Regions from separate parts of the Mus musculus genome. Here all the other regions are linked to region 1. Evidence: chromatin contacts called from public HiChIP or PLAC-seq and promoter capture Hi-C data. All regions are on one chromosome and are shown on one strand. The core of a region is the stretch at or near the end of the contact, and the rest is flanking DNA. Distances in the headings are between cores, read along the strand shown.

Evidence for each region. Promoter capture Hi-C pulls out the DNA fragments that hold promoters and counts their contacts. HiChIP or PLAC-seq counts read pairs in DNA pulled down with a chosen protein or histone mark.
Region 2: a contact with region 1 is called in a CTCF HiChIP or PLAC-seq map of the NIH/3T3 cell line, with 5 read pairs. The contact joins the enhancer-like site here to the promoter of Sem1 in region 1. A contact is called at or near these places in 6 of 39 promoter capture datasets (the 3T3-L1 cell line, 3T3-L1-derived adipocytes, cranial neural crest and 3 more), 1 of 15 datasets of contacts at CTCF or cohesin (the NIH/3T3 cell line), 1 of 484 Hi-C or Micro-C datasets (Sertoli cells) and 1 of 115 datasets of contacts at active chromatin or transcription factors (epiblast stem cells).
Region 3: a contact with region 1 is called in a promoter capture Hi-C map of hippocampal neurons, with 3 times the contacts expected there. The contact joins the enhancer-like site here to the promoter of Sem1 in region 1. A contact is called at or near these places in 10 of 39 promoter capture datasets (the 3T3-L1 cell line, 3T3-L1-derived adipocytes, cranial neural crest and 5 more), 3 of 484 Hi-C or Micro-C datasets (the MC3T3-E1 cell line, cortical neurons and palatal mesenchyme) and 7 of 115 datasets of contacts at active chromatin or transcription factors (astrocytes, embryonic basal ganglia, embryonic forebrain and 3 more).
Region 4: a contact with region 1 is called in a promoter capture Hi-C map of embryonic stem cells, with 4 times the contacts expected there. The contact joins the enhancer-like site here to the promoter of Sem1 in region 1. A contact is called at or near these places in 9 of 39 promoter capture datasets (cranial neural crest, embryonic stem cells, frontonasal cranial neural crest and 5 more), 5 of 484 Hi-C or Micro-C datasets (cranial neural crest, nephron progenitors, pre-hematopoietic stem cells and 1 more), 14 of 115 datasets of contacts at active chromatin or transcription factors (cardiomyocytes, craniofacial prominence, embryonic basal ganglia and 7 more) and 2 of 9 other capture datasets (embryonic stem cells and macrophages).
Region 5: a contact with region 1 is called in an H3K4me3 HiChIP or PLAC-seq map of embryonic limb bud, with 4 times the contacts expected there. The contact joins the enhancer-like site here to the promoter of Sem1 in region 1. A contact is called at or near these places in 5 of 39 promoter capture datasets (cranial neural crest, frontonasal cranial neural crest, liver and 1 more), 1 of 484 Hi-C or Micro-C datasets (nephron progenitors), 11 of 115 datasets of contacts at active chromatin or transcription factors (bone marrow-derived macrophages, cardiomyocytes, differentiating embryonic stem cells and 4 more) and 2 of 9 other capture datasets (embryonic stem cells and macrophages).

Annotation. Positions count from the first base shown.
Region 1 is chr6:6,575,656-6,581,263 of GRCm38.p6, forward strand. Sem1 (SEM1, 26S proteasome complex subunit) reads right to left here and starts at 3,003. Exons shown (of 3, transcript NM_009169.2): 1 at 2,824-3,003. The coding sequence starts at 2,899.
Region 2 is chr6:5,622,261-5,627,868 of GRCm38.p6, forward strand. No RefSeq gene overlaps it. Among named protein-coding and RNA genes, the nearest start is that of Gm46983, 19 kb to the right of the region's middle. Within about 2 kb of position 2,056, at least 22 of the 459 cell types and tissues checked have an H3K27ac peak or open chromatin away from gene starts, as enhancers often do. A contact at or near this core is called in the NIH/3T3 cell line, where this site is marked.
Region 3 is chr6:5,852,477-5,858,084 of GRCm38.p6, forward strand. The region is part of intron 6 of Dync1i1 (dynein cytoplasmic 1 intermediate chain 1); the gene reads left to right. Among named protein-coding and RNA genes, the nearest start is that of Gm34527, 35 kb to the left of the region's middle. Within about 2 kb of position 3,260, at least 4 of the 459 cell types and tissues checked have an H3K27ac peak or open chromatin away from gene starts, as enhancers often do. A contact at or near this core is called in hippocampal neurons, where this site is marked.
Region 4 is chr6:6,016,543-6,022,150 of GRCm38.p6, forward strand. All of the region lies in intron 16 of Dync1i1 (dynein cytoplasmic 1 intermediate chain 1), which reads left to right. Among named protein-coding and RNA genes, the nearest start is that of 1700019G24Rik, 42 kb to the left of the region's middle. Within about 2 kb of position 3,504, at least 4 of the 459 cell types and tissues checked have an H3K27ac peak or open chromatin away from gene starts, as enhancers often do.
Region 5 is chr6:6,036,257-6,041,864 of GRCm38.p6, forward strand. Slc25a13 (solute carrier family 25 (mitochondrial carrier, adenine nucleotide translocator), member 13) reads right to left here. Exons shown (of 18, transcript NM_001177572.1): 18 at 4,962-5,608. Among named protein-coding and RNA genes, the nearest start is that of 1700019G24Rik, 62 kb to the left of the region's middle. Within about 2 kb of position 2,880, at least 31 of the 459 cell types and tissues checked have an H3K27ac peak or open chromatin away from gene starts, as enhancers often do. A contact at or near this core is called in differentiating embryonic stem cells and embryonic limb bud, where this site is marked.

The DNA of each region.
Region 1 (5,608 bases), core at 1,753-4,252:
ATTGCCAATGGAGCAGATTCAGACTAAACAAGGGAACTAGGGGGATAAATGGAACATTTGTTCCTTTGTACCTTCAGCGACTCATTCCAGATGTTATACTTCACACTGAAGAAGAGCTATTCAATGAAACAATGAGGTCTCCACGCAAACATTAACTTATGGTTTCTCTTCAAAATAAAATTTATCTTTCTTTAAGATCACTAAATTGAAATTCCATCTAGCAGGTTCTTATCTGGGAGGAGCTGTAGCAACAACATTCCCGAAAGACAAACTATGAAAACAATTTAATGACTTGCCTGTGACAAGCTCCACAGTGTACAGTCTACACACAGCCCAGAGAGTGGCCAGCCCCACTTTGGCACACTCTCAAGTAACAAGACTCTTGCAGTAAGACATCCTATAAATGGCACAGATAACTCCAGATTGGTCTAACAAGAAAATGATTCATTTACTCTATTAGTGAGTTTGCCAATTTTTCGTAAAAAGCAATCATAAGAAAAAGTGAGTTTTCCGAAGGGAAAGCACTTGAAAGTAAATCTGGGTATAAAAAAACTTAAAAGACAACTCAAATACTGAAGGATTCAAATTCTAAGAGGTGTTTCTAACATCTTCCCAAATAATGCAAATGCCAAGACTGGTGGTCCATGAACCACATGTCAACAGCAACAGAGAATCTGTATCAGAACAACACCAAAAAATAGGAAAGAACATGTTTACTCTAAAACAAAAAAGGTCTTCTGGGTTTTTTTTCTTTTTCAGATTTTATTTCTTTCATTTAGTTTTTAATCAAAGATTTTAATTTGTAAATATTCACTAATTTTACCCAGTGAATTAATCTTTATATACAGCAAAAATCTTCCTAATATGAATTAAGGCTATGTATCTGTTAACTAAGGAAGAAACACACATGCATAACAAATCATTTAAAATGTTACTTCTCATTCTAAATATAAAGATTCCCCAAGGAACTAGACTCTATACACTCTAACCAAGACAACAAATTTGGAAGATCATTAAATGACACCGTCCTTACACTAAATCTTTTGTGCGTTCTTTTGTCTTTAGACTCTTTGCTTTTCCTTAACATCGATGAGATGTTTAAACATAATACAACTGTCAACACACTCAACAGACTACTGCTCAAAATACAGGCTCTAAAGGACAGACAGTACACTAAAGTTGACAAAAGGTGCTGAAAAACATCTAGTACATCATCAAGCTGACAGTTACCTCTAAATTCTTTCCTAGGTTCTCAGCTATCTAGTTATTTTAAATAGAGACTTGCACTAAAGGTGAGGGTTAAAGTCTGGGTGGGTGCACTGGTCAGAAAGACCTTTTAGATTCTGAGTTAGAGACTTAATGGCAAGAATTTATCTTTATTTTTTAACACGTGAACTCTATTGCTTCAAGATTAGATGCTTGACTCTACAATGCAAAGCAAGTGTCTTAACCGTGCAGCTTGTATGTAATAAGGGATAAGGACCATCTGAAACAAGTAGTTGGAATAAGAAATCTAACCTGCCCTCACTTAGCCAATTCTACCACAAAGCTCTGTTACAGGATTATTAATGAACCTGAAAACAAAACATCAGACTGAACAAATAAATTTATTACCAAAACAAAAGGTAAACTATCCCATCATATATTATAGACTCCTAACTCAGAGGAAATATATCTTCTGAATTGGTTTATGAGGTTGCATAATATACACACTAATGTTCTCTTTCACTAAAACTAAAACACTACATTATACTTAGACTAAACGTTCCTGTGATGTGATTTTATGCGCATTGAGATCATGGTGGGGTAACTAAGTACAATTTTTGTCAAGTGATAATTGCTTGATGCCACGTATGTGCACATGACTAACCACAATTCTCTTCCTATGGTCTTCATGGAGACACAGTCTAACTCACTTTTTAGAAACAAGGTAAAATATTTGGGAAATCTACTCAAAACAATTAGCCAATAAAGTAATCAATTTGAAAAACTAATATGGCAAAAAGAGGCCTAGCAAACAGAAGATAACTGCTGAAGTTAAGGACTTTGGTGTAAATTAAGGCGTCTCAGTTTCACCATTTCCGGACAGTGTTGACACTGGGCCTGTTTCTCCATTGTTCCAAACTTCTGTTTCCTTACGTGAATAATAGTAAGTACATTAATACCTACTTCCTATATTTGTGGAAATGGATTGTGCCAATAGAAGCGAAGCACTCACGTTCCCAAGATCATAGCAGGCTCTTCCAACATTAGCTATGTTATTACCTACAATGAGAAAACTAAAGCATCCCTAGCATTGAAGTTAGTTTCGAAGGCAGATGGTTAAGACTTTTATAAAGCTTGGGTTAATTCACGTGACCGTAAATGGAGAGAAGCAGAAATTGAGGCAAAATCTGTAATGAATACAACACACACGAACGACTCTATCATCCCACTTCTCGGGGCTCATTCGCGCTATCCGAGAGGTACACAGCACTGGCTGCCCTGGGCAACAGTGGGACTCTGAAGTTTACTACCAAGGGGAGGCTTGGAAACCGAAGCAAAACAAGAGACTGTGCAGATGCGGAGAGTCCCGGGTTGAAGTTAAAGGGCCACAAGCTCGCAGCACCGTGGGCCCAGCTTCACCTGGTTCCTCCCAGCGACGAGGCGCAAAACACTGGGCCGCGCCATGAAGCGACGGCTACCGGGACGCGGAGGCCGAGGCCGGGGCCCCCGGAGGCCGCGCCCGGATCCGCGCTGCTGGGCCCAGCTCATTCCCGCAGAGAGCAGGCCCGGCGCCGCCCCACCGGAGGCCCCAGGCCCAGCGCGCGGCCTGGCGGTTACCTTCCGCGGGAAACTCCTCGAACTCGTCGTCCTCTTCCAAGAGACCCAAGTCGACCGGCTGCTTCTTTTCGGACATCGCGCCGCGCCAAGACCCAAGCTGCTCGGACCGGCCGCAAAGTCGGAAGCCTCAGTACTCCGGAGGCGCCGATCCTGACAACGCCGGCGCAACCATAGAGACGAGAGGGAAAGAGCTGCGGGGCAGCGCGAGGAATGCTGGGACAGCGAAGGTCCTCCCAGAGCGTCCTGCGGTTGTAGTAGGTCCTCCCGTCTTGAAACAGTGAACTGTTTTGTTTTATAGTGTGTTCGTTCGTTTTATTATTCATATAGTTGCCTACGTGTGAAAGATTTACAGTGTATTAAATTACTAAAGGCCATTATTTAGCTTACAATCACTAACAGAAATCTGGAAAGATAAAGTAACATAAGTTAAGAGCTTATTACATTATTCCACTACTCAAACCTAGCCTTGAGCATGCTGTTAAATATCTCCACATCACAGGGAACCCGGGACCAAAGGCAGCCAGAGGCACTCATATGCTAGACAATTCTGACTGTCCTCCAACCTTTCCTTTGTGCTGTGCTCCTTGACCTTACAATTGTGTTCCGTAGGGTTTCTGTTCTAACTAGTTGACAGGTTGATGTAAAAAATAAACAAGTAAAAAAAAAAAAAAATGATGTAACGTTGTACTGTTGTTCAAAAGATATGATTTGGTTTTGCTTTCTTTGTTTTAATTGTGACCCATGGAAAAGAACAAGACAATGAAAGATAGGAGAAAAGTTAGTGTCTAACCACACAGTAACACGTATTTGCCAGGCTAATAAATCTGTGTTCTATTGCATCTAAAGGGCTCTTATATGAGGTACTTAATTTCTCTTTAGTATAATTTATTTATTTTCAGCACCACACTTAAGGCTATACATATAACACACATAGTTACAGGTGCAAGAATAACTCTATTTGATATATAAAAATTGAAGAAGGTCTATAAGCCCTACTACTGAGGAAGTTGGGGCAGAAGGCATCCTTGGATACAATGAGTGTAAAATCAGGCTGGACAACTTAGTGAAACTGTGTCCCTAAATTAAAAGTAAACAGAGGGCTAGAAATATATCCCCAATGGCTCACTACCCCGTGCCAGAGAATTTTTAAAAAAACATGGGAAAAATGTTTGAACAATTTATGGATATAAATATGAATATTGTATGTTTTTTTAAAAAGATATATCAGAAAGTAGAAAGTGGAACATATTTTGTAAAAAATACTTTATTTTATACAAACACTCTTTCCTAATTCCATTTCCATTGCTATGATAAAATACCCCGGCAAAAAAGCAGCTCAGGGGAGAAAAGCTCATTTGGCTTATAATTCTAAGTTGTACTCCATCACTGCAGGAATGTCAAGGAAGAAACTTGAAGCCGCTCTCACATCCACAGTCAAGAGCAGAGAATAAATGTGTGCTTGCTATTTGGGTGCATCGCTGTCTCTAAGCTTACACAGTCCAGGATCCCTTGCCTAGGGAATGGCTAGCCCATAGTGGGCAGGCCTTTCCATTCCAATTAATGTAATCAAGACAGTGAGTGATAGATATGACCATAGAATAACCCAATAGTGGTTACCTCTCATTGAGACATTCTTCCCAGATGATTTCATGTGCCAAATTAACAATTAAAACTAATCATTACACTATGATTAGTTTCCTGGTCAAATATTTATTCTTTCTAGATCTTTAAGATTAACTCACCCTGAAGTAAAACCGGAATGTCTTAAGAAATAGGGACTCTTCCCTAGTCAAGTGCACTCTGGATACTTGAAGCTAGCTCTACTGGGATTTTATTCCTATTATGGCAACAAGACAACATGAGATCCCTATAAAGTGTTTTATATTGGGGGGAGGGGGGTTACATCATAAATTAAAAAAAAAAACTTTTATTAACAGTAAGTATGTCATACAATGTATTTTGATCATTTGGTCAATTCCAAGTCCTTTTCCTGACTCCTCAAAGAACGATTCTACCTCACTCCCCAATTTTGTGTCGTCCTTTTCATTTTAACAACTCCTCACCTTCAGTTTGCACTGTCTGAATCCGCCTGGATGTAGGGCCATCCATTGTTGATTATGTAGAAGCGAAACCTTCAAAGAAAACTGACTCTCTTTGCCCCAGGAACCATTAGCTGCCCATAGTTTCTCAGTTTGAAGTGCTTCCCCTTCCAGCTGATGCCTACCCGACGGACTGGTTCTTGTGCAGGCAAACAGCTATTTTGAGATCAATAAGTACAGCAGTCCTGTCATGTTCAGAAGGCACTGTTTAGCTCTAGTCCTCTGTGACCTTCGGCTCTTACAATTTGTCCACTTCTTCTATGATAGTTTTTGAACCTTGGGGAGGAGGTGTGACATAGACGTCCCACTTGTGGATGAGCATTCTGCTGACACTTTAACCTGTTTCTTTGACCAGGGACTGTCTGTCCCAGCTTGGGGTTCTTGGCTAGATTGGCAATGTCCGGGATATGTTTTCTTCTGTGAGCAGGCTTCAATCGCATCAGAAATAAATTGGTTACCTCCATGCCATTGGTGGCACTCTTGTACCCGGGGGCATACCTTACCGCACTGTTCATTACTGAATCTCACAGCATTTACAGCTAGGTAAGACTGCCACCTGACATCTTCCACCCAACATCTTACATAACACCTTCCCGTCTCATGAAAGCAGCCAGCAGGAAGGGAGCTTCGTCTCCACACTAAGTGGATTTCTCCACATCTTGTCACCAGGGGCATCTTAGTTTTAT
Region 2 (5,608 bases), core at 806-3,305, 950 kb before region 1:
TGGTTCAGTCTCTGAGAGCTCCCAGAAGTCCAAGTTTGTAACTCAGGATCAAGAGGACAGACATGATATGTACTCAATGATAAGTGGATATTAGCCATAAAGTACAGAATACCCAGGATACAGCCCACAGACTCAAAGAGGTTAAACAAGAAGGACCAAGTGAGGATGCTTGCATCATACTTAGAAGGCGGTACAAAATAGTCATGTTGTGCCAGGGAAAAGTTAGTGATCCCCCAAACACTCACAGGAGCCAATCTGATGCAACTCACAATAGGATCTTTATCCTATTTAAGCTAGTTCAGGCCCCATCAACGCACCACCATCATGCAGGATGGTTTGTGGGGGGCGGGGGTACCAAGTGTCTATCGGGGCAAACTTTATTGTAAGCAGCAAGCAGGGAATACACGTGCAAGCAGCTAATTGGAAAGCTCCTGAGGCCTTTAACATGATTGGCTGGTGTTGGGAGTCAGATCATAAACTTAACCTCTGCTCCCCTCTCCATTGGTGGACATTAGGAAGGGGATGGGCTTGTAACCTGGGGGTGCAGGTTTGTTGGGGATATAACCAGGAGACATTGGTTTTGTTGGGGTTGTAACCTGGAAACTCTGTTCTTGCTGAGGATTAGCCTAGAGACTAGAGCTAGGCTCAGGTTCTGTTGGGGGGCAACTTGGAAACTAATGCTAGATACCAGCCTGTTAGTCTACCTAAGTTTAAACTTAGGTCAGCTTCTCTAAAATGGAGCCTGAATTTAAAAGCTTTGGCATCTCAGTCACAGAAGGCAGGGAGAGACGGACCTGGATGTGAGAATGGAGGGTGAGGGGCATGATAGGGCATGTGGGGGAGATACAGGAGACTCAGAGAGCCAGGAGAATGAATGGAAACCTACAGCTCCCAGATCGGGGTGTTGGCATGGCCTTGGTGGGGACAGAATGACATGGTTCCTGCTCCTGGGACAGAGACTGAGGGTGTGGACCTCCACATGTCTCAATGGCTGCTGTGGGTGATGGCTGCTGTGGGCGTAGGGCTTGTTTGTTTAATAATGTATATATTTTACAGTCCTCTCTGTTAACTCTATGCTAATCACAGATAGCATAAGTCCAGGAAGTGAAGGTATAGCACATGTCTTAGAAAAATGGTAACTGTTGGAACTTTTAGGACAGCCCTTACATCTGTGGAAAAGTCTTAAAACATTAGCCTAAAAACATTAGTTCAAAAATAAACAATTTCTCAAATACGCAAAAATATAAGGATGGATCATGAGTTGTATAAGAGGCTTTACATAACTAAAGGAACAGAGGCAGCTCTACTTTGAGCCAGTTAGAAAGATGTCAGAGACCATACCGTGAGAAAGAGAGCCCTTCACAATCTCCCACCCTGACAGGCCTAATGGCCTCATGCTAGGAGCTGGTTGTCACTCCCTCCTCCCTGTTCCCTTCCTGGCACCTGAGGCTGTAAAAGCTGAATTGTAGTCCCCTTTTTCCTATCTCTTCCTGACTCTCATGACTTCCAAGGACATGAGTTACGCGCTGAGCCTGGCCTGACATCTCAAAGCTGTTAAGGAGGATCTATGTTCTGGAGATAAGATGCAGAGTACCCGCCTTCTGAAGCCTGACTTCGGCCCTCATGTCAGCAGATGCCCACTTCTTTGTTCTTTGTAAAATTCCCCCTCGACCCCTCCCTATTCCCCAAGATGTATGCTTTAAAACCAGGCACCTCAGCCTAATAGACAGAGACCTTGATAGGTGCAATCTACTTAGTCATCCGCTTCTCTTTTCTCTTCCAATCCCATTTCCTTACTGTTTGCCGTCCCCCTCGCACCCACGATAACTGAATCCCGAGGGACAGGATAGAAAGATATACAAAGACAGGCAGATAAAAATGCAGGAAGATTCCTGAGTTCAAGGTCAGCTTGGGACAGAGCTAATTTAAGTCTAGGTGTGGTAGAAATGGTAATTTTCCCACCCTTGATAGCTTATCCCTCTGTGGTTAACAGTCCAGCAGATCTCTGAATTCCTTTGCAATGTTAAAAGAAAATGTGTGCTTGCTGTCTCCTGAGAATCAAGGAGCTGGGTCACAGGATGCTGATTCATAGGTTAGTCAAAATAGACCACGGAGTAAATGACTGGCTTGATATGTAAAATAAAAGACTGGACTTAGGATCTGTAAGAGATGTCTTATGCAGAGAATTTTTTAGAATAGTGAGAGAGTACTGCTTGGAGAAATGTCTGGAGCAAAGCATTAGAGCTACTTGGAGATCTCCACGAAAAGCAGATCTGAGAAAGCAGATCTGAGAAAAAGAAAGCAAAAGAGAGAGAAATCAGGCTGGAAAGCTGTCACTATCAGAGGGTTGGCTGCCAGCTTCTACCCAAGATTTGACTTCAAGTCATTTGTATCCCCGCTCCCAGACATCCCTTCTCTCAGAACCCCTCTTCAAGCTGAGGCTGGTCCTTGGCAGGGAAAGTCTTGAGGATGTCCTAGAGAGATGGGGGGAGGCTCCTAGAAGTCAATGTGGGTGACTTCAGCCTAGATACCTAATGGTGGGGACGTGGATCCTGAAGAGGCCACCTCCAGGCAGGACCCCAGTAGAGGATAAAGACACCAGCCCAACCACAAAACTTTTGATCCAAAATTTGTCCTGTCTAAAAGAAATGCAGGAACAAAGATAAAGCAGACATTGAAAGAAGGGCTGACCAGTGACCAGGCCAACTTTAGACACATCCCATGAGTAAGCATCAATCCCTGACATTATTAATGATACTCTGTTATGCTTGCACACAAGAGCTGTCCTCTAAAGACTTTACAGGGACTGAAACTGATGCAGTTACCCACAGCCAAACATAAGACGGAGGTCAGGAACTCTTATGGAAGAATAAGGGGAAGAGTTGAAGGCCCTGAAGGGGACGGGGACCCCACAGGAGGGCCAACAGAGTCAACTAAGCTGATAGTATCACTTACTGGTGTGAAGTGAGAACTTACTGTGGCTTTGACTCATGTTTCTCTGATGATGATGACAATTGTTATCTTTGTTGTTTGAAACATACCTACTGGTTAATTGTATGCTGTCGTTTGAATAATGTCTTATGAACTTTTGCCTGTACTAGACAAGGCTGCCCACTTTTTCCCTACCTATTCAATATAGTCCTTGAAGTCCTAGCCAGAGCAATTCGACAAGAAAAGGAGATCAAGGGGATACACATTGGAAAGAAAGAAGTCAAAATATCACTATTTGCAGATGATATGATAGTATATATAAGTGACCCTAAAAATTCCACCAGAGAACTCCTAAGCCTGATAAACAGCTTCAGTGCAGTAGCTGGATATAAAATTAACTCAAACAAATCAGTGGCCTTTCTCTACACAAAGGATAAACAGGATGAGAAAGAAATTAGGGAAACAACACCTTTCACAATAGTCACAAATAATATAAAATACCTTGGTGTGACTCTAACTAAGGAAGTGAAAGATCTGTATGACAAGAACTTCAAGGCTCTGAAGAAAGAAACTGAAGATCTCAGAAGTTGGAAAGATCTCCCATGCTCGAGGATTAGCAGGATTAATATAGTAAAAATGGCTATCTTGCTGATAGCTATCTATAGATTCAATGCAATCCTCATCAAAATTCCAATTCAATTCTTCACTGAGTTAGAAAGGGCAATTTGCAAATTCATCAGGAATAACAGAAAACCTAGGATAGCAAAACTATTCTCAACAATAAAAGAACCTCTGGTGGAATCACCATGCCTGACCTCAAGTTGTATTACAGAGCAATTGTGATAAAAACTGTATGGTACTGGTACAATGACAGACAGGTAGATCAATGGAATAGAATTGAAGACCCAGAAATGAACCCACACACCTATGGTCATTTGATCTTTGATAAGGGAGCTAAAACCATCCAGTGGAAAAAAGACAGCATTTTCAACAAATGGTGCTGGCACAACTGCCAGTTATCATGTAGAAGAATGCGAATAGATCCATTCTAATCTCCTTATACAAAGCTCAAGTGGATCAAAGAACTCCACATAAAACCAGAGACACTGAAATTTATAGAAGAGAAAGTGCAGAAAACCTCGAAGATATGGGCACAGGAGAAAAATTCCTGAACAGAACAGCAATGGCTTGTGCTGTAAGATCAAGAATCGACAAATGGGACCTCATAAAATTGCAAAGCTTCTGTAAGGCAAAAGATACTGTCAATAAGACAAAAAGGCCACCAACAGATTGGGAAAGGATTTTTACCAATCCTAAATCAGATAGGAGACTAATATCCAATATATACAAAGAGCTCAAGAAGCTAGACTCCAGAAAAATCAAATAACCCTATTAAAAAAATGGGGCTCAGAGCTAAACAAAGAATTCTCAACTGAGGAATTCTGAAGGGCTGAGAAGCAATTGAAAAAATGTCCAACATCTGTACTGGCTGGTTTTGTGTGTCAACTTGACACAGCTGAAGTTATCACAGAGAAAGGAGCTTCAGTTGAGGAAATGCCTCCATGAGATCCAACTGTAAGGCATTTTCTCAATTAGTAATCAAGGGGGAAAGGCCCCTTGTAGGTGGGACCATCTCTGGGCTGGTAGTTTTGGTTCTATAAGACAGCAGACTGAGCAAGCCAGGGGAAGCAAGCCAGTAAGGAACATCCCTCCAATGGCCTCTGCATCAGCTTCTGCTTCCTGACCTGCTTGAGTTCCAGTCTTGACTTCCTTGATGATAAACAGCAATGTGGAAGTGTAAGCTCAATAAACCCTTCCCTCCCCAACTTACTTCTTGGTCATGATGTTTGTACAAGAATAGAAATCCTGACTAAGACAACATCCTTAATCATCAGGGAAATGCAAATCAAAACAACCCTGAGATTCCACCTCACACCAGTCAGAATGGCTAAGATAAAAAATTCAGGTGACAGCAGATGCTGGCGAGGATGTGGAGAAAGAGGAACACTCTTTGATTGCTGGTGGGATAGCAAGCTTGTACAACTACTCTGGAAATCAGTCTGGTGGTCCTCAGAAAATTAGACATAGTACTACTGGTAGATCCAGCAATACCTCTCCTGGGCATATACCCAGAAGATGTTCCAACTGGTAATAAGGACACATGCTCCACTCCTCAGCTATTAAAATCAATGAATTTATGAAATTCTTGGGCAAATGGATGTATCTGGAGGATATCATCCTGAGTGAGGTAACCCAATCACAAAAGAACTCACTTGATATGCACTCATTGATAAGTGGATATTAGCCCAGAAACTTAGAATACCCAAGATACAATTTGCAAAACACAAGAAAATCAGGAAGAGTGAAGACCAACACGTGGATACTTCATTCCTCCTTAGAATAGGGAACAAAATACCCATGGAAGGAGTCACAGAGACAAAGTTTGGAGCTGAGATGAAAGGATGGACCATCCAGAGACATCCAGGCCCCACCTGGGGATTCATTCCATAATCAGCCACCAAATCAGACACTACTGCATATGCCAGCAAGATTTTGCTGAGGGGACCCAGATATAGCTGTCTCTTGTGAGGTTATGTCAGTGCCTGGCAAATACAGAAGTGGATGCTCACAATCATCTATTGGATGGAACACAGGGCCCCCAATGGAGGAGCTAGAG
Region 3 (5,608 bases), core at 2,010-4,509, 720 kb before region 1:
TGAATCCGTCTTAGGACCTATGGATTTTTTTTATTCATATCTCCTTTTAATCACTCCAAGAGATAAAACCCTAACTCCAGCCATTGCTGCATCCCATCTCTTAAAAAAATAAAATTGAAAACTTTCTAAATTGATTTCTGTATCACTTGATCCCTGCTTCCTCCTCTAGCTCATATCAACAGGCATAGGCATTCAGAATTTTGTGCTCAATAGGCAGCTAATTTGTATTTCCATTGTATTATCAGACATGCCTAGCCTTTCTTCTTTGCCACTAAGGCAGAGTGTTAGCCCTGAAGGGATAAGGGTGAGCCTAGGTTGTAAGGTATGGCTTAAAATCAGAAGAAACTAAAAGGAAGGGAAGGGTCTCACAGAGAGCGAGCCTAACATTGGCAAGAGCTTGAAAGCAGGCAAGTACGTTCAAAGTAGAAGGGTGCATGGTCAGGGTACCAGGTGTGGTAAGCTTTGGATGCCTGGTCATGATACTTGGAGCAGTAATGTCCAGTGCTTAAATTATGGATGTTTATAGTTTACAAACCTGGGTTCAAGTTCCTTCTCTACCATTCTCCAGTTCAATGAGCATGGAAAAGCTCTCAAACCTCTTGCCTGTAGAGTCAAGGTACCAATAGCATCTTCTCAGGTGGGTGTTTGAACAGTAAATAAGATATATGCATACATCACACTGCTGCTTGTGATCAGTGCATAATAAATGGCGGGCTTCATCATCTGCATCCATACCTTCTTCTCCCTGACCACTATTGATTAGCATAGGGTGTGGAAGCTGTGGAGTCTGTTAGGTTGGAAGGCGACCACAGACAGTACCATGACAGCAGTGCTGCAGTGCTCTGACTTTCCAAGGAGGCTGAGAAAGGATTTTCCTCCAGATGCAGACGCAGCTCAGCTGGACTCAGCCAATAGCAGGACGAACGAGTGCTGAGCATGATCCAGATGTGGGCAGGGGAGACGTAATAATCCTACTGCTGTTAAAGATGACAGAGAAGACTGATAGAAACTAGAGAGAGCAGCCACTAGTTAAAAACAATCATTCTGTCAATGATGGAAGCAAAATGGGCAGAAGCCAGAAGAAGCTCTGAGACAGGAAAAGGTAGGCACAGTTAGGACAAAGCGCAGCCTCAAACAAGGCAGCCCAGGGAGAGGCAGTGAGCAGCCCTTCATGCAGCTTAGATGGACTTTCTCTTCTGGCCCTAGAGGGCACTTGCATGCAAATGGTACACACAAACTCAACTAACTGTAAATCAAACAGCCAATCAACCAATCAACAAAGACGTAAATCAATCTTTTTCAATGTCACTAAGATAGCTCTTTTGGCATGCTTGAGATAGTTACCCAAGAAGGTTGCTGCAGTAGAATAAGCCTGGCAGGTCCTAACTGCTTTAGCTTCCTGTCTCGCCATGCCATCATTCTCTCTTGCTTCTGTGTAATAACTCTTGCCTAAAAATTTCCATTGGAGCCAGGCTGGTGTGAACTTTTAAATAACCCTAACAATTAGCCAAATAAAGCTCTTTGTTTTGTAAAGTTACCCAGCCACGGGCCTTGTGTTACAGGAGGAGAAAATGAACTGATACAAATCCAGAGAAGCCTCACAGAGGCAGTGCCTGTGTGTGTTGTACGCTTCTTCTGGGGGTCAAGGCTGCTGACCAGAGGTGATGGGAGAGATGAATGCACAGGAGGGGCAATATTCCCCACACCTGCGTGACAGAGATCAGGCTCATAAGAGAATCTGAGGCCCAAGCTTCTATTTAAGGTCTGGCTGAAGTGGCAAGGAAAATAGCAAAGAGCCTGAGCGTGCATCAGAGTCACCTGGAGAGCTCCCTCAGTTCCGACTGCTGAGACCCATCCTTCACAGGAGGCCTGAGAAAATGGGCACATAGTAGGTTTCAGGACAACACTTTGTAGGGACACTATTTGGAGAGCCACAGTGCCAAAAGGTCTACACGGCCAAGAAGATGAACAAGGAGAAAAGGTGCGGCTTGTGTTTCAAGCTCACATCAACTAGTTACACACGGCTGATGAGAGCACTCTGGAGACTAGCAAGGGCGCTCCTTGTTCTGATCTGCATTTGAGATGTCCCCACCCAGGCTCATAGCCAAGCTTGTTCTCCATCTGGCGGAGCAACTTTGGAAGGACTTAGAACCTTCAGGAAGTGCAGCCTCCCTGGCAGAAATGTGTCACCAGCAAAGAACCCTTGATGGCTATATCCGGGCTCCTAGTTCCTTCTTCTCTCCACTGCCTGTTCCAATGTGATGGGAACAACCCCTGCCACCTGCTCCTGCCAGGAATCAAGCTGCTCCGCTGTGGCTTTCCTGTCACAAGGGACTGAAACACTGTGAATCGTGAATACAGAGTCTTTCATCCCTTCTATTATTTCTGTCTACCATTTCTGCCATGTCAGGGGAAAGATAAGTAGCAAAGCCCATGACTCTGGGGCTGGGCAATCCGTGAAGATGTCATCCAAACTGTTCTAAGGTCTCCACTCATCAGATGAGGGCTAGAGAGATGGCTCCGCAGTTAGGAGTACTGGCTGCTCTTCCAGAGGTCCTGAGTTCAATTCCCAGCAACCACATGGTGGCTCACAACCATCTGTAATGGGACCTGCTGCCCTCTTCTGGTGTGCCAGGGACAGCTACAGTGTACTCATATACATGAAATAAGTAAAACTCAAAACAAACAAAAACCTGCACATCACAACCAATATCCATCCATGGAGCAGCAGCCGAGAAACTCGAATCCTCACTTGAATCGTGCATGTGCCCTACTTGTAAGCCTTTCAGCTTTGACCTGTTCTGTGGCCAGAACTATATACAGATATCCCACAGTATCCTGGGAAATTGGTTTCAGAACTGGCTCTCCCCCCCACCCCGCCCCCTTGGACACTTAGGTCTGGGCATGCAGAAGTTCCCTACAGAAAAAATGGTGTAGTGTCTGGATGCTACCTGTGTACACCCTACCACACTCTTTAAATTGTGTAGGTAACTCACAACATTGAACACAACACAGATGTTCTATATTATCTGTGAATCTTTGGGATAGAGATTAGCTTTGAAATTATGTTCTGTCTATAGTCTATTAGATGCCCCAATATAGAACTCCGAAATATCAGGGTTCCTTTGTGACTCGATGTTAGCCCCAGCCTGCTTTGCATTTGTCAGATGAGCTAGACAGCAGGCAGAAGCACTAATCTGTCACTCCCGGAGAAAAACAACCCAAGCTCGCTGCCTCTCATGGCCGTGTGCTTATGCTCATTTCCTCTGCTCTGGGAAGCCTGGAGTCCTTCCCTTGGCAGGACGGGCCTGGCTGCTATCCCTACACATCCCCTACTGTTTCCATAGAAAGAATTTCCCAACCTTCTTGTGTATTCTTTTCTATTTTGGTTGTTTTCATAAGATGCTTGTAATGATTTTGTGGGTTGCAGATTAAGAAAAGGAAATTTTTGAAATAGGACGTTCAAAGGACATGCCTTACCCATATTAGGTCAGCTGTGCCATTCCTATGTGTGGATAGAACATTTTCACCCCTTAATAAGATTAGTAACTGAAGATGATATTAGTCACAATATGAAATAATGTTCCCTTTTAAATGTGATGATCGTTCTGATTTATTTCCCCATCTGCGAGATGAGAATGATAATTACCCCTTTGAAAATATCATATGGTCAAATTAGTTAATGTTGGACAAGCATTTCAGAATGAAGATACCTAATAATTTATTAGTGGCTCCGCTGGCATGCAATTTGAGAATGAAGTCTGCCTTTGAGGAATTGGCGCTTGTGTTAATTCATGTTTTCCTTAAATTCCATGGAGCTCACGAATGTACTCTCTCTCTGGGTGCCAGCCATACCCAACTGTGGCACATGGCCTTGTAGCCTTTGCCCAGCTGTGGCACATGGCGTTGCAGCCTCTGCCTGGAGAAGACATGTCTGAGAGGGCAACAGTCTGGCAGTCAGGATCTGAAGTAGAGACTGAGCAGATAAGCCACTCACATACTTCTTAATTTACTGCTTTCCTTTTGATTAAAAGACTTTTGTTTTTCATTTGTGAGGAAAGGAGAAATCTCACAGCACCTCATTTTCTGCTGTGTCCCTCGAGAGCCCTAGACCCATTCATGACCTTGGACAGAACAATCCTATGTCTCAAATGAGACAGGAAACATGAACGCTCATCTTCATTTACTCCCTTCAGTGCTAGCTTGATAGCAGAGCACTTCCTAATTCAGAAAGCAGTATTTTCTCTATTCACAAAGGAATCTGTGGAGAATAAACATTTAATTTCCAATACATAGTGATGGCTGTCCCTCACTAAATTCTGTATTCTGGAAGCTCCAGCTGGTCTCTATACATCAAGTCCGAAAAAGGCTGTGGCTGGCAAAAATTCATATACCTGTGTAGAGGAAATGTTGGTATTTGACCATGTGTCTCTCTGGTCCTTCACTTTCCTTATTAACATATATTTTCTAGACCCCAGGTAGGGTGTTATATTTCTATACATCTCTACAAAACAGTATGAAGCAAGGTAAGAGAAGTTATCAAATATTCAATGTGGGTTTCTTTCCATGGCTCTATGATAGATATCAGTCAAGGGAAAGTCACGGGTTCACAGAATGGAATACTTATTTGTCAAAAAATTAAAATCTAAAGGTTTTACTTTTTACTCTGTAAATTTATGTATGCAGCTTCCTACACCAGCAATGTCAGAATAGTCCCCTTGACCAGTTTTCCTTTAGTAGCTCTTCAGCTTTCGTGTGTCATGCCAATAAAAAGACTCTGCACTGCCGAGGCGTGCTAAGGAGGCACAGAGAAAGAGGGGAATCGGGGATGCAAGAGAGAGTGTGGAGGGTGGGCACACAGCGAAGCCGGGTAGATATATGTGTGCAAATGTGTATACAAGCAATACACACCATGATAACAACAGTTAGGGCACAGGACGGGTTCCTGTGCAGCTCACAGGCAGAGGAAATAAAGTGCCTGGCAGCTCACTCACTCAGTAACAGGAAAGGTGGGCGGCAGGGGACTGGACTCCCCAACAGGAAGAGAAAGTATACAACTGCTTTTGCTACTTTAAGTCAGTGCACCCAGAAAGCCTCGAGCTGTTGTCTCTGGGAGGATGTGCCTGGAGCTGTAGCACTCTGCCTGCCTGACAGAGCATTTAGGAGTTACACTGATCCCCCACATTTGAAATACTTATTTAAGAGGGAGCAGTCACTGATGGGAATAGTTGTAACTAAAAATCTTGCTCAAGTACTATATATATATATATATATATATATATATATATATATATATGTGTGTGTGTGTGTGTGTGTGTGTATATATATGTATATATATATGTATGTATGTATATATATATAAATTATATATATATACATACATACACACACATATATACATACACACCACACATATATATGCATATATATATATATATATATATATATATACATGTGTGTGTGTGTGTGTATACAATACTTTCCATTTAAAGTCCCTTGGTTGTGGGCTTTGGGACTTCGGGACCAGTAAAAAGCTCCTTGTTATTGTTCTAGATGTGAAACTGGGGATTTGTATGCAGATCCTAGGGAATGGGTGTGAAATTGGTTT
Region 4 (5,608 bases), core at 2,254-4,753, 560 kb before region 1:
AAACTTTAAAACAGTGACCAAGATGTTACTTGTAAGAACTATTAAAAAAAATACCTCTAGGGCGTGGGATATAACTCAGTGGCTAAGAGCTTAGACAGAAACAAAACAAAACAAAAATATTGTTTTTCAACTTTTGCGCAGCCAGCAAGAATAGGAATAAACAGAAATTTCCAGGAGTCATTTCTCCTCCAGTTTGTCCTAAATAGCATTCAGTAGAGAAAAATCTGGGAATGCTAGAAGTCGGAGGGGGCCTGAGTGGCACAAAATCAACAAAGCATATTTATAGATTTTTTCCTCCAGTGGATTATACGAAGCAGTAATTGTTTGCTCTTCACAGTTTCCAGCAGGACAGGGTATACATTATTCTCAAAAGCAGCCTGGGTCTTTGTATGAATAACTGCTCTCCTTGGGAATTGGGTAGACAGAATGACAAGTAGAAAGTTAAACTGAAGCCTGGGTATTAAGTCAAACAAGAGTTCCCTCGCGACCAAACTGTGTAGGAAGGTAGCCGTGCGGTTGCTCTCGCCCTCAGCTCAAGAACATAGGTGACAGCTCAGCTTTAGCAGTTTCCAGGAGCAGGGCCGGGCTAGTGTCACTTAGCAACATCTGGTTGTGACCATCCAAGGCGCTGGTGTTTCTCATTAAGAAAGTGTGCCTGCAACTTGCTAGAGTCTCGACGGGCCATGGCAAGGACTGCTTTCTTTGATGGAGAAACAATTTTAGATTCTCCAGCTGATGCTGTACAATTCTTTGGGTTTCCCCTTCTCAGTGAGAGAGTTGAAGACAGGGACTGTTTCTTCCATGGTACCAAGCGCCCAGATAAAAGCTGACAATCTAAACCCAAAGCTCTGTCTATGGTGTCTATGCATTTGATAACGCAAACACTGGATTTGTGGTTGTGCTTTTTAGATTTCTCACACATTCTTAGGGTGAGAGCCAGGCATTGAACTCAAAGTACACAAAATCATATTTGTATGGGAAATGGTGATAGTAATAAACATCATTGTAGGAAAACAGCCAATCTGAATTAGTATATTAACTCACTTTTCAGTCATAGTAAGTTACATGCATTTAAAATGATTGGAGTAAAATAATGTATAATTATAATTTTAGTGTTAACTTGATTTCTCCTGTGCAAAGTGCATAATTTTTAAAAGAAAGGAAAAGGCACTATGAATTCCAATAAAATTACTTATTTTATAGTAAGTATGGTAGCAGCCGCTTCCATTTGATAAGTATATGTGTAAAAGACCGTGATCATAATTAGATTAATTACTATATAAATTGTGTGCTTATTGAGGTAGCATTTGGTTTATGAAAATGGGTTTACAGTATTAAAATCTTTTCAAGTGCATTTTTTTTCCAAAATTGATACAAAGTACTTACAACTTTCATATTTTGTGAGTGGTTGACTAAGTGGAAAGCCCTAATGTTAAGTTTATGTAAACCATGGTAAAATGTGTCTAGTGCTTTTCAACGGCCTATGAATATATACCTCCTGAAACCGATGGCAGCTTGACATTCTCCGTCTTCAGGATCTGTCTGCCATTTCTCAGTTGTCTTTGGTGGTTGTTTGAATGCTGAAGCAATTGTCATTAGACGTTAAACGTTAAACGTTTTATGACTGACAAATTGTATGAGTTTTATAATTGTAAAGCTTTGTGTTGATTGTTTTTTGGTTGGTTGGTTTTGTGTTTTGTTTTGTTTTGATTTGTTTTTGGCGTCTTGAGGTAAAGTTTTCTTGTTTAGCTCATCTGTCCTGGATCTTGCTCTGTAGACCAGACTGGCTGCAAACTCACAGAAATCCACCTGCCTCTGTTTCCCTATGCTGGGATTAAAGGCGTGTGTCATCGCTGACACCAAAACTGTTAAATTTTGTCTCAAAAAAGTGTCAATGAGAGCAGTTAAGTCAAATCACATCCTGCAAAGCCCAGTATAAAGGTCTGCCCTGCCAGGAAGAGAGACTCTTTGGTCTGCAAAAAACCTGAGACTTTTTGGTTTGGTTTGGTTTTTTGGTGTGTGTGTGTGTCCATGTGTGTTGGCATATCTAAAATAAAATATGAAATCAAATATCTGCTTCTGTGTTTATATATAAATGCATATATATCACATAGGTTGGACTTGAAAATGAGGAAGAATAAATGACCCATTATCCCCTTGTCAAGAAAGAATTAAACGTGTATTTCCTAGAATATCAGCTATCATAACATCTTTTACCTTGGATTTTTTTTACTTGAAATAAATTAATTATGTATCATTTAAGTAATAGCCAGTCTTCTGGTATTGTAGAAAAAACCTTGTCCCTTTTCCTAGTAGGCAGGCCAAACAGATCGGGAGCCCACTCCTAGGCTGTCTTCTGGTGACAAGGTAGTCATTTCCCAGTATTTAGATTAAATCTTTTATTCTTATTGACCTTGGCACTAAGCTCTCTTGAATAGTAATTGAACACCTTCTAGTATCTAGTATCATAAAGAGTCGACTTGTCTAGCAAATATAACAGCAAAGTAGTATAACCTTTGGAGAACCGAATCTGTAGAAACACACCCAGAGATAACGTCCTCCTCTGTTAAGGCAGGCACAGCGTGCCCAACACAGTGTCTGTCATATAACAGGAATGAATGAGTCCCGGCGTGAAGTGTGACGGGAGAGTTAAGCAAAAGCTTAATTGTACAATGCGTTCAGAATGCAGCCTCCAAACCGAGTACAGTCTGGTAGCCACAGGAAGTGTGACTGTATGTGCACAGAAAAGGAGTTTTAGAAAAGACTGTTTGTCCTTCCAGTCATTACCTGGTCTTCCTCCCTCCCTCGCTTTTAGAAGAGAGAGATTGCCTTGGCGGCCAATGCAGTGAAAACCTAGTAGTTGACTCAAACACTTGTCAACCGCTAGAAAAATGCTTCCTTTTCATTGTGGTTTTTTTTTTTTTTTTTTTGGGACACTATAGATATGATAAATCATGAACTGCATTATAAAAATACTTCTTTTATGCCCAAACATTCCGTAGGAGGAAATGACATTTCTTTTATTACCTTGGTAAATGTTTTTAAGGTGTTTAGCGATAAGCTTTCTTTTTGTCAAAACTGCTTAGATTCCGTGGTTGCTAGGAATTTACTGGAAAACCTATAGTCAATAACATGCGGGAAGAGGCAGCAGCATGGTTAGTCAGCTAATGTGGGGAGAGGCTTGTCTAGGAACCCTTTCTTTTTGCCCTGCCTCTCTCTGTGTGTCTTTTGTACTATGGAAAGGGAGGTGATTGGAGTTTAGGAAGTTTATTCTCCATCATTGTCCATCAGCCATTGTTTCCAGCACTTTCTGCATCTTTCGGGCTGAGAAATGGATTGTTCCCAGTAGTAGACAAAATAATAACATCCAACAATTTCAGGAGACAGGCAGCTGATATGATTTCAATATGTGCACAAGCAAGGGCATCTCTAGGGCTTGCCGAATGAGGTCTTTCTTTCTCAGCTGTTGTTTGGTTTTGGTTTTCTCTGCAGGAAAACACCTCTGGATTTTGGTACCCTTGCTTACAGGATAAATTTTAGCATGAAGAATAATTGTAACTGTTAATTTCTCAAGACAAGTGTTTAAATTGCTTATTTCCTTCCATAGTTACTGGCTTACTGCCACTGCCAGACCCGTATCTGTTACTATTTACTTTGTCTTTTATGTCTGATTTTCGTTTCTTACCTTATTAGGTGGGAAAAAAAAATAACGTTGGTTTGAGAAACATCACCCGTTTAAAGATAGAGGAAAAAGGGCTTTGGCAAACAGGTCCAGGTTAGAAAGCAGGTGACCTCCCTAGTAATTTTAACCTATTGACTGGCTGGTAATAGCAGGCTACAGAGCAGATGTGCATGCGTCCGGCTTTCCTGACTTCTCGGAAGCTTCTTCTAAGGCTAAGTCGTCCCGCCACAGTCTACCTCGTGGTGGAAGGCTGTAGTGTGTCTTCGCCTGTGTAGCTGCGTCCTGGCACAGGATTCTGGTCCGTGGTTTCCTCCGTTGCTAACAGGGACCTAGACCTTGCCTTTCTGAGAATTAAACACAGTGAAGCTGCGTTTATGTGAAGCGGGTCTGCCCGGCTGATCTAACGTGGCTGTTTCAGAACCTGCTACATCCCACTTTGCTCCCATCTGTGTGTCAAAAAGCAAAAAAACAAAAAACAAAACAAAACAAAAAAACAAGACAAAACAAAAAACAAACAAACAACAACAACAACAAAACAACAGGCTTTCTCTGAACACAGATGCATGTGTGCATGCCAGTGGGTTTCTGCTCTCCTGGATTTGGGTGCCATTAATATCTGTGGGTGGGTTTGTTTGGTTTTAACCTTTTGAGTCTAGAGGAGTTAAACTGTCATTCTGAGGGAATGTACACAAGCTTCCCTCATTCTGTAAGGCACTAGAAACAGTGTGCATTAAAATAAAAAGGTCATTTGTACAATATCTTTTTAGCAGAAAACTTTCCTGCTGGTGTTAATATTGAATATGACATCGTTCTCGTGTCTGTTCACTATCGGCGGTTCATGTTATAGCCCCACAGACTTTTTTTAAATGACTCCACTTAATTGAAAGATTACAAAGACACTGATGAACCACACATCCACAAAAGTATTTATCTTGAACCTAGAGACCACCTCACTTAGTTTTTTGGCCATGATTAATGGAACTGAGAAACTAATTGAGATTATGGAATATTTTTTTCAACCTCTTAATTATCCAAGGTTTTCCAACCATGCATTTGTAAATGGTGCCTGAGATATATTTTATCACAAAAAGATTCATAGCTAGAAGTGAACTGCAACTATTTAATGGAGTATAGAAATGATCCTTGAAACAGTCTTTACTGCAGCTATTTAAAATCAGCTGCTAGGGACTATAAATCCTTAGAATTTACTGAAAAATGAGGGAGACTTGACGGAGGACTGTTCAGAGCTGTTAGTTGTGTGCTTATAAAAAGAGGCACATGAATGATACCTGTGTGTTTAACCCCGATTATAAATAATCACTTGATTTTTATTACAATGTGTTCAACAATAATCCAGCCTTATAACCTGTGGTTAAAGTAGAATCCTGCTGCAGAAAATGCTGTAACAAAAAAAAAAAAAAAAAAAGAAAAGAAAAGAAAAGAAAAAGAAAAAGCTGCATTGAGATGCATTGGTCCCATGTGGAAAAATAATAGAGGTGTGGAGAATATTTGCATATACGTACACACACATATATATCTAGAAGTAATATATATATATTTAAATTTAATTTTAATGGATAATATAAAGCAACTATGACAAACTTCTCTTACAATCAAAAAAAAAAAATCTCTTTCTTTAGTTATCCCAGTAAAGTTAGCTATTTTTTTTTTAAAACAAACTATTTAGGTAGTCATGTGTAATATTCAGAGAAATAAAAAGTGCTTCAAGATAAAGTAAAAAAATGCAGTTCTAGAGAGGTAGGAAGAAGAAAAACAGGAGAGATAGAAGAGGAAAAGAAGCAAGGAAACGAAGGGAATAAACATGGAGAAAGAAAAATTAGAAGAAGGGGGTAAACATGGAGAAAGAAAAATTAGAAGAAGGGGGATAAACATGGAGAAAGAAAAAAAATAAGAGACATCATTTAA
Region 5 (5,608 bases), core at 1,630-4,129, 540 kb before region 1:
CAGTTCTGTTTGCTTCATATCACATTGCACTCTTAACTTTTTGTAAACTTACCTCTGCCTTTTCCACATTACCTTCCAACTTTATTCCCGTGGGGCAAATGCTTCACGTTTACCTCAATCCTCTTTACTGACTTTAATAGGCTGTAAAATTGTTTAAGAGGAACCTCAAAAGATTGCCTCAGGATTCACCTGGTCCTCAAGTCCTGGAGTTCTTTGAGGGAGCAAATGTACTTGGTAAGATAAACAATCAGAAATCATGCTTCCCCCTTCCTCAAAGGTGGGTACGGTTCCTCCCATAGTGAAAATTGACCACCCTGGGCACACTGTCCTAAGGCCTCTCTGTACTGAGTTTTACAGAGAAGCCTTTCTAGTGGAGGGTGGGCTTTTAGGAAACCAGACTCAAACCTGAGCTCTTTCACTGTGGTGCCTAAGCAATAAGACACTTATTGCTGGTCTCAGTCTCCTCATTTTTAACACGGCAAAAAAGGATACCTCTTCAAGGACCAGGAAGACTTAATAAGATCATGTCTGGCATGTGTCGGCTCCTGTTTAATAAGTCATTACAAATCCGAGAACCCTATCCTTTAAGAGGAGTGTGCAAGGGACCATTGCAAGAGCTAAGGCCGGCAGAGCTAAAGCTAAGCTTTAGGCAGAGGAATGGGATATGTGCTTTTAGTGTTGTTTACTCTTGACTTGTTTTTCTCTATCTTATTGTACAAGTCTGTTCTGAGAATTTGCATCAACTTTAAAATCACCATATTAACTCTTCCACCCTTGAAGAGTGTCCCACCAAAACAACTGTAGGCACCAGAGCCTTGGTGGCCAGACCAGAGTAAAGGGAGGCGTGTCTATGACCCAGAAGTCAGCTTGAGACAAGCACAATTGCTGCGTCTTCCTAATTTTCCTCCAAGAGTTATCCAAGGGGACTGTGGTTTTGCCTTAAGCAAAACCCCTTTAACATCCCAGCATCTCAAAGCAAACAACATTATTTTATTAGGTACCCCAGCAGATGAAAGCAAGTGTTCCATTTGGACTCTTCTCAGGCAATTAATGCATTAGCTAAAGACAAACCTTCCTGAAAAATCAAACCACTGTTCTCAGCAGCCTCCGATGGATTTGGGGAACAGAGAGCAAGCTTCAAATGTGTAGTCACTGATAAGAGAAATGATTCCCAACTCACCTCAAGCCTAAAGTAACATTCCACATGAAGGAGAAGATTTTTTTTAAAACAACAGTTTAATTTTTCACAATGACCAGGGAATTTAAATTCATCCTTGAGCTCATGTCATTCTTCGTGGCTCACAGAAACAAATTATTAATAATTAAAACCTATTTTACAGCTATGTTGATTTAATAGAAGATTGACTTGTGATTTCTTTTAAAAAAAAGTGTTTGATACTCGGGACTGTATCAATTGTCCCTCATTTCTGGTTTTAATGCCAGCAGCAGAAAGGCCCTATCAGGGACAGTGTGGAAGTCAGTCTGATAGCACAGCCTGTGTCCTCAGCCTGATGTCACAAGACTGTATTTCCAGGTATTTGGTCGATTGAGAGGGGTATATTAACAGTTTCAGCGTGTTTGAGCAACTTGTAAAGGCCATGATTCAAAATTTTAAAAAAGAGAAAAGGGCTGGAGTTACAACTCAGTAATATAACATTTTTATCCAAGGCCAGAGGGTTTAATTATTTAGTATCATAAAAACCACCAAAATATAAGAGACATGGTGGAGGAAAAAGCATTTATTAAAAATTCACCCATTCAACTGTTCCTTCATGCATACCTCAGAATGATAACTTCAAATGTCCGTGGTCTAGAATGGCCTTTCCCTTACAGAAAGCCCTGTTTAGGTTTCAAGGGAGAGGCTGCCACTGTTGAGAAACACACACACGAGGATGTTGGTAGGTATCCGAGACAGGAAGAAGCAGGCAATTCTGTCAGTACATTTTGTCTTAATACCAAAGGCTGAACCTTTGGGAGAAAACTGTGTCCCATCTGCCTCCCCTCCCCCAGGTAAGACAAAAGGCACACACGCCTTTGTGGAAGACGCTCGTGGAAAGAACATTTTAGAAAGCTCTGGAAAAATCCACATCCTGAAAGCATTTGATTACCCAGAATTGAAAATGGGATTTTAGTCAGTGGCAAGAGTACAAATTCATGCCTACAAGTCTGGCTTCTGCGGTCAGAGGCACACGAGGGGTTGGAGGGAAGGTTAATTTGGAAGGCAGATAAACTGGAGCCTAAGACAGATTCAACAAATATTATCACTGAAGTGCCCCCATCCTTGCACCTGAAGCGTCCCGACATGCCGTGCATTCTGAATACACAGTCTGAGGAGGCTACAAACAGTTTCAAGCGCAATTTGTTCCTCGGTTTTTATTCCCTGCACACCGAGTTATGTGCCGCTAAACATTTCCAGAAGACTGTCAAAACGTAAGCGTCCCGAGGTTTACACAGGCCACACCATTAAATAACATATAAGCACAAAGATTTAAACATTGTTTTCCAGCAATGCTAAATATTTTCGCTAAGTAAAAACTGAAGCTTGAAATGCAATAAGCATTTAAACGACTCTTTTCTCTGGGCCAGAATTCTTACTTTTCCCTGTGCGACCCTGGCTGCTGGGATTAAGGCGACCCCAGGGAGCTCCGCAAATGGTTGTGGGTTATGAGGTGCAGCAGGGGCTTGGCGACAGCGCGCCACCCAGCTTCAAGAAACCCAGCCACGACTGGAACCCAAGAACCAGTGTGTTCACTCTGTGGTCAGCTTCGCATTTTCTCTTCTCCCTGGAAAAAAATTAAAAAGGCTGCTACGAAAAGCAGGCCTGTCTCCCCCGCCTTCCAAGCAATCACTGGCTGAGCCAAGCACAGAGCTGCAGGGCTCCAGGGCTCTACACTTGGGAAGGCATGGAAGCACACAGGGGCGACATGCCTACTGGGCCTTTCCCTTAAAGAGGGACACCGTCCAGGAACTTACTGTAGCAATGACAGGAGCCACGCCGCTCCAAACATACTGTGCTGTCACTCTGGGGAGAAGAAAAACCCAGAACAAATTTCACGTGGTTCTTACCGCATGGTGATTGCAGGCCAATTCTAGGCCTGTTACAGGCATGCCACCCACTGAGCAGAAGTCATGGAAATTAGGCCTCCTTCAAAGGCTCTCAAGTCACTGCCTCCTGAGCAGAAAAAGTCAAGGATTTCAAAGAAACAGGGACAGTGTGATCCTATCTCCTACTGGCTCTTGGGCCTCTGCTGGCTTCTTCTTCTTCCTCTTCCTCTCCCCCTCCTCCCCCTTCTTGTTTCTCATCCGTTCCTTCATTCATTCATTCATTTATATATTCACTTTACATCCCAGTATGAACCTCCCTCCTTCCCCATTGTGGAATCACCCTCAGTCCCAGGCAGAACCAAGATGTTCCCCCATCAAAACCAACAGTTCATAAAGGGATGGGTGGACTATGTGCTTTTGATGAGATCTGGGCCAGTGGGTTTTTTTTTTTTTAATCAAAATCTGATCTTTTATAAAATTTCCAACAAGTGTCAAAAGGGAGTATGAGAACTCGGGCTCCCAAGCCCAAAGCTGGGACACTGCATTTTATACCATCCTCAAACTGATACCTGGTCTTCGAGGTTGCTATGTAGTAAATACCACGTTTGTCCCATTTCTGGTAAAGATCCACACCTTTAACAGGCGTGCAGATCAAAAACTCGTGGGTGATGCTGAAGATTTCCAGCTTTAATTTAACTGCAGGGACAGGGATGGAAACCTTCAGGGACTAAGAACACTCACAAACCCTAGTAAATCAATCAGCATCACCTTTGGGTAATGAGTGCTGTTGACAGTAATCACAAACTTGTAAGATTTGCTTCTTTTCCCAAGTCATCACAATGAGGCGAACACTAACAAGGGTTGGATACAGCGAAATTTGCTTCTGGTATAGCCCAGTAGTAACTTACATTACAGGTATCATAGCACAGATCTTATGGCCAACTTCCACTGTAGCTTTATGTTACTTTACTCATCGTGAGAAGAAACTGTAGCAAGTTGGGCTGGGGAGATGGCCCTGTCAATACGGTGTCCACTGTGCAAGTTTGGGCCCTGAGTTTGGATCCAACACTCACATAGAAATCCAGGGCAGAGGCACTCACATGTTACTCAAGAACAGGCAGTATGCTTGGGATAAGGCACAGGTGGATCTCTGGAGCTCATTGGTCAGTTAGGTCACCAAACTTACAAGCTTTAATTCCACTAGAGCCTCTCAGTAATTAAAATGGCAAGAGCAAGGAAGCCATCCAGTGCTAAAGCCTGGTTTCCATACATACATGCATACATGTGCACTCTTACCCAAGCACTTACAGATAAATCTACTCCCCCATGAGCACACATGCTTCCCAAACACACAAATTGTCTTAAGTATTAAAGATGTTTAGGGTGAGCTGGAGAGATGGCTCAGAGTGTTAAGAGCACTGACTGTTCTTCCAGAAGTCCTGAGTTCAATTCCCAGCAACTACATGGTGGCTCACAACCATCTGTACTGTGATTTGATGCCTTCTTTTGGTGGCTGGAGAGATGGCTCAGCAGTTAAGAACACTAACTGTTCTTTCAGAGGTCCTGAGTTCAATTCTCATCACAACCATCTGTAATGGGATCTGATGCCCTCTGCTGATGTGTCTGAAGACAGATACAGTGTACTCATATAAATAAAATAAATAAATCTTAAAAAACAACAACAAAATGATGGTTCGGGTGAGTGTATCTGTCCAGTAGTTCTTTCTTTACTCAGAGTGATGAGATATATGTTCCCCTACTCATTCTGAGACAGGAAAAGGAGCCCATGCATTACTCCGAAAGCCAGCTTCAATGGGAACACAATGTCCCCAAACATGGCATGAAGAGTTGTCAGAGTCCACTAATGACAATATTTTTGACATTTATCATGGAAACACACAAGAGCAAGCAATCAATAGCTTTAAAAATAGTTTATTTTTCCCTTCACAAACACACAAGCCTCTGACCATGATACAAGGCACCCCAAATCAATTATAAACTTAGAGCATATCTGTCTGACATGATTCAAGAGAAAGTTGATTTTTAAGGCAAAAGGGTGCCAACCATGGGGACTCGAGGAGGGTGGTACCAGCAAAAAGGGGTGTCTGTTATTCTTACAGTGTCTGTTAAAATTGGAATCAGCATGTGTTCATCATATACATATTTATTTCAAATCAGTACACCCAGGAGCAGAATTGTGTTTCTTCTGTCTCTATAATAAAACGGCCCAAAGCACTTCCTTAGCATTCGAGACTTTTCCCTAGTAGACTTGCTATAGCAAGAGAATATGATTGCTAAACATCCTGAATGTGGTTTTCATTATGAAAAAACATGTTTCACATAAAACCTTCATAATATAATCCAGAGGCCAAATTTGTGCATGTTTAAAATTTGAGTCCAGGCTAGATATTTGGGTTTTTTTTTCCTTTCCAGTGTTTTTCATTTTTATAAATATATACTTTGCTTTCTACTACTTTAAACATACTCAGAAGTCTTTTGGAAACCATGGCCGCCTTTCAGTAGCATTAGTGAGACCATCATCCAGGTAGGAGACCTCCTTAAT